3 separate regions of the Pan troglodytes genome follow, and all the other regions are linked to region 2. Evidence: chromatin contacts called from public HiChIP or PLAC-seq data. All regions are on one chromosome and are shown on one strand. The core of a region is the stretch at or near the end of the contact, and the rest is flanking DNA. Distances in the headings are between cores, read along the strand shown.

The links. HiChIP or PLAC-seq counts read pairs in DNA pulled down with a chosen protein or histone mark.
Region 1: a contact with region 2 is called in an H3K4me3 HiChIP or PLAC-seq map of stem cell-derived excitatory neurons, with 7 times the contacts expected there. The contact joins the promoter of AGPAT1 here to the promoter of BRD2 in region 2. A contact is called at or near these places in 1 of 7 Hi-C or Micro-C datasets (stem cell-derived neural progenitor cells) and 1 of 1 datasets of contacts at active chromatin or transcription factors (stem cell-derived excitatory neurons).
Region 3: a contact with region 2 is called in an H3K4me3 HiChIP or PLAC-seq map of stem cell-derived excitatory neurons, with 5 times the contacts expected there. The contact joins the promoter of GPSM3 here to the promoter of BRD2 in region 2. A contact is called at or near these places in 1 of 7 Hi-C or Micro-C datasets (stem cell-derived neural progenitor cells) and 1 of 1 datasets of contacts at active chromatin or transcription factors (stem cell-derived excitatory neurons).

The regions. Positions count from the first base shown.
Region 1 is chr5:37,962,574-37,965,609 of NHGRI_mPanTro3-v2.0_pri, forward strand. It overlaps AGPAT1 (1-acylglycerol-3-phosphate O-acyltransferase 1), which reads right to left and starts at 1,545. Exons shown (of 7, transcript XM_063812362.1): 1 at 1,183-1,545. RNF5 (ring finger protein 5) reads left to right here and starts at 1,602. Exons shown (of 6, transcript XM_001164301.5): 1 at 1,602-2,290. The coding sequence starts at 2,151.
Region 2 is chr5:38,851,215-38,853,914 of NHGRI_mPanTro3-v2.0_pri, forward strand. BRD2 (bromodomain containing 2) reads left to right here and starts at 1,363. Exons shown (of 13, transcript XM_063812858.1): 1 at 1,363-2,693. It overlaps LOC129144363, which reads left to right. Exons shown (of 3, transcript XM_063813264.1): 3 at 1,363-2,012. The coding sequence ends at 1,997.
Region 3 is chr5:37,980,199-37,982,983 of NHGRI_mPanTro3-v2.0_pri, forward strand. It overlaps GPSM3 (G protein signaling modulator 3), which reads right to left and starts at 1,525. Exons shown (of 4, transcript XM_518379.8): 1 at 1-1,525. NOTCH4 (notch receptor 4) reads right to left here. Exons shown (of 23, transcript XM_054686784.2): 22 at 2,333-2,430; 23 at 851-2,159. The coding sequence ends at 1,431.

The DNA.
Region 1 (3,036 bases), core at 295-2,794, 890 kb before region 2:
ATTCCTTCCTTTATTCTCCATCAGCTCTCTTTTAACTGCCACTTTTACTTGGTCTCTTTTTTTCTCAACTCCGGTTATCTGCTGCTTATTCCCCCCAACTATTCTTAAGGACCCCTTTTCCCGTACCCATTCAATTCTAAACATTTATCAAGCATCTACCTACCATATGACAAGCATTAAGTTCACCTCTCTTTTTTTTCTCTCCAGGACTCCATCTCACTCTCCAGTCCTCTGGTCTGGTTTCCTTTGCCCTTTGTCCCTCACTATCTCCCAGCAGTCCAGCTCCCCCCTCCACCTGCCTTCTCTGGCCTTTAAAGAGAAGAGATCTCTTTGGCCTTATCCCTGACCCTTTTCCATGCTCTTTTACCTCTGTACCTTTTCTTTCCTACTTCCTTCCTATCAGTCTCCTTACTTGCCCAAGCTGAGACAACCCCTTCTCACAACATACAATATGGGTACATCTTTTCTTCCAATGGAAATTTGGCTTCAGGGGTGCTTTCTAGAAAAATAAAAAGTGAGGAAGAATGCCGATTCCTCTGGAATGCGGGTGCCTCCTTAATTTGGTAGCCATGTATCTAGTTTTCCATCCCCTCTTCTCTTCCTCCACTCCCATTATCCCTTTACTAGGATCATTCCATCACTTCACTCTCCTTCATTTCCACCTTTCCCTCTCAATATCTTCCTTCCTAAACCTCAAGCTTCCTGAATCCTCATCTGCCCCAGTCCTTCTTTACGCAACTGCTAACTTCTCATCTTTCCTTACTCTTGAGTCACATGGGATCTTTTATCAAGGTCCCACCTCTAGCCACACCTTTACCCTGCATTAGTTTACATGCCCTCGGGAAGAGGATTGGTAGTGGGAGGACTGTTACCTAATTCTGCTCCTTTAGTCACAGTGAGGGTCAGTGATTGTAGGAAAAGCCCAAACTCCCCGGGGTCCAACCCGGGAAGAAGACCCTATTTCTGATAGGCAAATTATAAGGAGGAAAGGGCGGGTCTAGCCTCCGCGGGTCTCCTTAAAAGGGGCGGGCTTTGCCCCTTTTGCACCACTCACAAAGGGGTTGAGCCCAGAGCTTTCCTGCTCTGAAGGTTTAAAACGGAGTTGAAGTCAATCCTGTTCTACTCTGTGTACAACATTAAGAAAGGGGTGGGCCTTTAGTTCAGTTTTGCTCTGTAAATCACCTAATATGGGGAGGGCTGAGTCGTCCAGCCGAATGAGTTGGGTTAACACCAGCGCCGCAGATCGATGTTCGCACTATCCAAACGTCGGGCTAATCCCAGTTCTGCTCCCTTAACTAAAAGGGAGGGGCAGACCCAAGTTCTGCTCTCTACGTCACCAAAGGAGGTTGGAGCCATTTTGAACCCTGCGACCCTAGTGTTTTCCCTCTTTTCCTAGCTCTTCGCCGTCTTTCCCGATGTCGGCCAATCAGGGGAAAAGGAAAAGGCCCAATCAGCAGAAAGTCCACAGCTGAAGGACCCGGATGAAGCGAGCCTAGGACTTTGAAGTGCAAGCCTCGCCAATTGTAGAGCAGTCACCATGGCGACAAGATAGGGGTGAAGAGGTGGAACAAGAGAAGGTTCAACCCTCACAGGATTGGCCCACCCCCGTCCCGCCGCGTGCTGCGCAGGCGCGTTTTACCTAACCACCATTTTCCGTCAAGTTCTAGCCAATGAGTTGATTTGGAGCCATACGCTCCAAAGTCCAATAGCAATCCGGACATTCTCTAAAAGAGGAAGCGAAGGAAAGAAAGGGGCTTATAGTGGGCGAGGTCTATAGGTAGTCCCGAGCAAATTGCTTATGGCTTTGGTTATGACTGACAACTACTCAGACGAATAAAGCCCTCCTTGGCCAGGCGACAGGGTGTAGCGAGTTATTACCAATCCCTTGGCATTGCACATTGACTTAGACCGTATCAGCCAATAGCCATTGTGCGAAGGCAGGACTGCACTAACCTTTTCCCGCCCCTACCCTTTGGGCCAATCCTTTCTTTTGAATTCTTTGTGACTGGCAGGCATTCAGACCAATAGTGATTAGGAAACCTTGAAGCCTGCCCAACGATCGTGGGCAGGAGGTGGTTTCTGGTTTGTTGGGGCGTGTGTATGTGTATTTGGGGGGACTGAAGGGTACGTGGGGCGAAACAAAACCGGCCATGGCAGCAGCGGAGGAGGAGGACGGGGGCCCCGAAGGGCCAAATCGCGAGCGGGGCGGGGCGGGCGCGACCTTCGAATGTAATATATGTTTGGAGACTGCTCGGGAAGCTGTGGTCAGTGTGTGTGGCCACCTGTACTGGTGAGAATCGAGGAGGGGGGCGGGAGGTGGTGGGTCTCGCTTATATACTGGAGAGGCTAGGAGCGAATAATCATACAGTCATACAGATAATCGGAGGGCACGTTCCCATAGGTGAAGCCCGACAGGAGACATAAGACTTTGCTGGTATGTGTGGGTGGGAGTATAGCGGTCGAGATCTGTGGAAAGAAAGGTCTTAGGAACCAGGAGCGGAGGCATGTGATGTGCTGAGAAGAGAAGGTGGGGCGGGGAGTGGCAGGACAATGTGAGACCCGAGCCACCTTACCCCAGAGAAGTGAGGGGTCTTAGCTGTGCAGGTGGAAACAAGTGAGACACAAAGGTTAAGGGAGGCACGCATCAATTGAGTCGGGGAGAACCAGGAAATGTGGATCACATTCAGATGAGATCTGGGAGGGGGCTGGTATAAGGGCACTGTGGAGAGGCAGACTTGAAAGGTTAAAGGGTCGTAAAGATAGGGACATTATTGAGCTTGAAAGTGAGTAATGGGGGAATGTGCTAGTAAAGGGGTTTGGTTTGGAGTGATGGGGTTGGGGTTGAAAAGAGGAGACCCGGAAAGAGGTGGCTGAAGGAAATTAGAAATTAACTTGAAAGGCAGAAAAGAGAGGGCACGAAAATTTGTATGTGTTTGTTGGGGAGAGGAGAAAGGAGAGGGTTGAGTGTGTTGAGGATGGACAGAGCTTTAGGTGTTGGAAGATCAGACAAGCAGGAAGGCTAAGTTGGCTGGCATG
Region 2 (2,700 bases), core at 113-2,612:
CTCTGCAAAGTTGCTGTGTCATTGCCCTCCCTGCTGCAGCCACCCAAACGGGGCCGCTTGTACTTTTGGGGGCCAGGGCCTGATCCCTGGCTGGGGGAAGGGGACTCTGCTCTCCTGACGCTCATTTTCCCCCGCCCTCCCGGGGTTTGCCCTACTCCGGGGGTCAGAAGACAGGAGATTGGCGGCCATTTTAGACGCAGTAACCGAGGCTACTGCAGAGGAGGGAGGGTGGCGTGGTTGCAGCTCAAGGACCTAGGCCCTTACGAGCCCTTCCCGGGCGAGGGGGAATCTTACCGTATATTTATTTGTTTACCTACGTTGATTATTTTTCCCAGATACGTACACAAGTTTGTTTTCTCCCTGGTAGCGAAGAAAGGGGAAACGGGGGAGGGGACGCCCCACCAAAGCCCAGGTTTTCTCGGGTGGGGGAAATCCTTTCACTCTCTTGTAAGGGGGCGGGGACGGCCCCAGAGATGCTCTGGAGATCCTGATCTCTGGGCTCTGGTTGATTCACAGAGTCTGCACCCTTATTTAGATAACCAAGTTAGGAGGAAGACTTAAGAGTAAGTTGGGGGGAGGGGGCGAAACTGAGCTCCCAAAATGGCTCCTGCCCCTCCTCGGAGGCGGACGGCCGGGGGGAGGGGAGGAGGGGAGGAGGGGGAGGGCTAGTCTGAGCCGCAGCCGCCGCCTCCTCCGCTCGCCCTCCTCCCTGGCGCTGACCGATGGACCAGCCGCTCCGTGGGGAGGACTCCGGACCCTGGTGGGGGGGCGGGGGGGTTCTTTCGCCCCCGTGGCGGAGGGCCCCTAAGAGGCGGATACGGGTCTGCCCTTGGGGGTAATGTGGCGTGTGGGGGGAAAGGTCCGAGCTCGCCTGGAGGGGGAGGGTTTTTCCCTTAAGTCATCCCTCCCAGGACTTGCTTTTTCTGCTCTGAGCCGGACGCCGGAATGGAGTTTTGAGGAAGAGGTGAGGTGTGTTGCATTGTATAGGGTAGATGGATGCGTTTGGGGATTTTAATCCCACTTTAGGGTTGCTGAGGTTTTTTCGAACGAGCAGAAATGTATTGGTAACTGTAGGTGTGAGTGGGGAGGGATTAGAAAGGTGCTTGGACGTGCAAATTTGGGAGACGTATTTTAGCTTTTGTGGTCTTTGGGACTAAACAGTAGTAAATAATGTTTTGCTCGTCTTTCCATCGTTTGGCTTGAGGGAGGGAGTGGAGTATTATAAGACTCTGGCAAGACTGTGTTTTAGACTGTGGGGCATGGGAACGTTAGATCCCCTCATCGCCGTTCTGAAGCCCGTAGCTGTTCGCCATAGAGGAGCAGGCCGCGGCTTCTAAGATGGCGTCTTTTTCCTCGTTTCAGATTCTTCGCTGCTGCTGCCTTACCGCCGAGAACCACCACCCGCCGGGCGTCTTGCGGCCACACCCCTGGCGGGCTCAGGCAGGCTACGCCCACGCGACCCCTCCCGTTTCCCTGCTCTGGCCAATGGAGGAGCTACGAATGGCACGACCTGCTCGAGCTTGGCAGTCTCCAGTTGGGCTGTGCATGGAAGCTTGGGAAGACTTTGTTGGAAGGGGAGGCGGGGACAGAGTGCTGGAGGCTCTGGGGCGATGGCTTCCGCACCTCTTCCAACCACCCTCTTTCCCTGGAGTCGGCGGACCACAGCTCAGCCAATTGGCTTGGAGATGTGGCGGGTTGCCACTTCCCTGTGGGTCTCTGCGGCACTCTTCTGCCTGGTGACTGACACCTTGGAAATGAAGTTTATGACGTCATCGTTGCGGCTGGCCAATAGAAAAAGCTCCCGCGGAGAGGTGTTCCTTCCCCTTCGACTCAGCTTCTTCACCCGCGTGAGCGAGCGCGCGCGCGCGGAGGGGGTGGGGAAAATCTCAAGCAGGGTGGCGCGCATGAGCGGCGAAGCTCCTCCTCCCCGCCTATATATAAAGGGCTGGCGCGGGGCTCGGCGGCGCCATTTCGTGCTGGAGTGGAGCAGCCTCTAGAACGAGCTGGAGGATTCTGCCTACCGATACAGAGCCTTCGAGTCGTCCGGGGCCGCCATTACAATCCACCTCCATCCACTTGGAAATGGCCTTCGTCCCGGCCTATGACTGGTCCCAGCGGGCAGTACAGACCCCATAGAAGCCCCTGGAGCTCCCCTTTTTCGGGCCCCGCCCAGTCCTCGGAGTCTGTCCACCCCCTCTACTCCGCCCTCAAGAGGATTTCAAAGATGGAGGCGGCGGCTCCCTAAACCACTTTTCGTGTTCATCCGCCTCCATCCGAGATCGAAACGGGACCTCGTCGGCCCCGTAGGGTCCCGACAAGAAGAGGGAATCCCTGCAGACCAACAGCGGGCTATATTGACGACGGTGTCTGAGATCGGGGACCGTCTTTTGAAGTCAGTCCCTCCTTAGTTGCCCGCCTCAGCTGAGGCCGCCGCCATTTTCTTGCTGTCCGCCGTCTGCAGAGCGCGCCAAGCTGCCCGGAGCTCTCCGAGAGGCCCCAAAGAGACTGCTTTCGTGCCGGCCAGGCAGGGGGTTTGTCGCCTGGAGGCCCAAGAGGAACGGCCTCCCCCCAACTTAGCGGGTTATGCTGGACCGGGCGGTGAGGGGAACCGAGGCCACCCGGACTTTCCGCGGCTGAGGGCAGCGCCGGTTCCCTGCGGTCAAGATGCTGCAAAACGTGACTCCCCACAACAAGTACGTT
Region 3 (2,785 bases), core at 275-2,774, 870 kb before region 2:
CAGATCTCTGTGCCTCAATTTCTGAGTGAAATAGGGTTTTAATAGCACCTACTTCATAGGGTTGATGTATTAATAATGTAATAAAGCACTTGATGCATAGTGAATACTTAATAAACTGTAGATATTATTGGCTTTCAAAATGCCTCATGACTCCATGTTTCAAACCTAGCAACATATTGCTGCAAGGTGGACAAAGTTTCAAGATACTCTCTCCATCTACTTGACTTGTGGCCTTAGGAATCTTCTAAGTGGCCATAACTAAAAGCCCTAGGATGAGGGACAAAGTGTGTGCATCATCTAGTGCAGTGGTCTCCTACCTTTTTGGCACCAGGGAAGAGTTTCGTGGAAGACAATTATTCCATGGTCGGTGGCGACGGAGGGCTGGTTTCAGGATGAAACTGTTCCACCCCAGATCATTAGGCATTAGATTCCCGTAAGAAGCGAGAAACTTAGATCCCTTGCATGCACAGTTCACAATAGGGTTCGAGTTCCTATGAGAATTTAATGCTTATGCTGATCTGACAGGAGGTGGAGCTTGGGCAGTAATGCTTGCTCACCTCCTGCTGTGTGGCCCAGTTCCTAAGAGGCCATGGACCAGTACCAGTCTGCGGCCCAAGGGTTGGGGACCCCTGACCTAGTGTGTGCGGTTTCTCCCTTGGCTACTAGATTCTTGCTTTCAGATAATACCCTAAATTATCATAGGGCCCCTAAATATACTTATTCTTGCTTTTAAACTATACTTACATCCTCCATCCAATCCAAATGCTGAGCCAAAAGCACAAAATGCTGACATTATGCAGTCACTCCCATCTTTTTTCCCATTCTTCTCCCCAATTCCTCCAAAAAAAGGTAACACTTCAAATCAGCTTTATTATGGGTGACAGATTTAGGGTTCTTAAATAGCGATAGCAGTGGCTAGAAGAAGCGCTTCATCCCCGCAGTGGAGTTCCTTTGTTGTGAGGGGAGGGAATGCAAGGAGTCATCAGCGGGGGTGGCCCTTGGCCACTTTTCAGCACCTACACAGTGCCTGGCACATAGTAGGTGCCCAATAAATATTTGTCAGCCATTTGTGGGCAGTGGGGACAATGGATCATAGGGGCACCCTTTGGAAACCATATATAGGAAAGAACATCTTACATCCCATATGCCTGCAATTCTTGGTTCCAACTTAGGGGTATTTCCACTCCACTCTGCCCTCCTGTGGCCTGTCTTATTTTCTGGAGGAGGACTGGGCCTGCCTCATCCTAGCATCTTAAACCCTCTTTCCAGAGCTGCAGCTTCTCCACGTGGAAGATGCCTGCTCTGGTGGGCATACATTCATTTTAGGAGAGAAACTAAACTGACAACCCTTCATTTTGGGGGCTCCATCTTAAAACCAGGAAGGCCTTCCAGCCTGCCTTTTAATGGGTAATCATTTTTGGAATTCCTCCCTACCATGTATTCTTCGATTTTTTACCCTCTCCTCCTTGGTTTATGGGCATTTCTTGGAGGGCTGGGGAACCACAGTCAAGTTGAGGTGATCCCCGCTCCGGGGACGGAGTAAGGCAAGGAGGCGGGATCGGAATGTTGGAGGCAGAACCGCAAGCTCCCAGGGCCACCCAATCGCAGGGCCAGTCATCCGTTGAGACCCTGCCTCCGCGCCCGGCAGCCACTCCGTATCTTCCTCGCATTATCGCAGGGTTGGGCCGAGGCCCGCGCATGCCTGCAGAAAACCTACGGCCGCGAGGGGGCGGGCCTCCTCCTGCTCCTACTCCCGAGAGGCTCCGGCAATGAGAATAGGCCCCGCCCCCCCGCGCAGCCAAGTCTACGGACCAAGTCCGAGCCTGCAGACAAGCTCCGCCCCCACGAGGGCCTGCTCCGGCTGACAGCGTCCGGCAGCGCGGCAGAGCCCCGCCCCCATGCGGGGGCACGCTTACTGACACCGTCCGTGCGAGCGGGAAGGGCCCAGCCTCGCGGCCCGGCGTGGCTTTGTGACGGGCCTCTGGTGGCCCAGCCCCTTCCAGCAGCGTCAGCAGATCCCAGTGGTTACGTTGGTGAGCGACGTCCGCGGGCGCTAGCCCAGCCTGGTCCCGCAGCTCTCGGGCTGCCCCCAGCCCCAGCAGTAGCTGGGCTACTTCCACCGCTCCTTCCCGCGCCGCCAGGAATAGCGGCGTCTGCTCCTGTACAGAAGAGCCAGGGCCGATATCAGGGAAGGCCACGCCCACAGGACTGGGCCTTTCTGCCTTCACTTGCGCGACCACTGGCCCCTATCCCTTCAGGCTTTGCGGGTTACCGCACTTTCCATCTCTCGTGCGCCTGACTGTTTTGTGGGAAGCCCTCTGTCCCATCTAACCCTGTTGTCCTGGGCATCTTTATCGGCTCCGGCCTGGAGAAGCGAGCGGGCGGCTCGGGCGTTGTTCACGGCAGCAGCCCAGTGCAGCGCAGTTTTCCCTAGGGGACGACGTGGGAGGTTGTTACCGCAGTTGGGGGCCAGACGCCTGGGTTCCGGTTTCCCACGGGTTCTGGCCTTGGGGGAAGGGCTATTCGGGCCGGCTGGTCCCTCAAAGGCGGGAAGCGTTGCCCAGGAGACCACCGGCCTGCAGGAAGTGTTGCCCTGGTGACGTCACCAGTGCGCGGGAGGGACAATGGGGCATTGTTCTGGGGTCGGTGAGACCGGGAGACAGTCTCCCCCCACGAGATTCCCCCCCTTTCCACAGACACTGTGTTCCATGCCAGTTCCCCAGTACGCTGGAGCGGAGGGCCAGTGTGGTGTTTGAGGGTGGGAGTTGGGGGGGGGAACTCACGC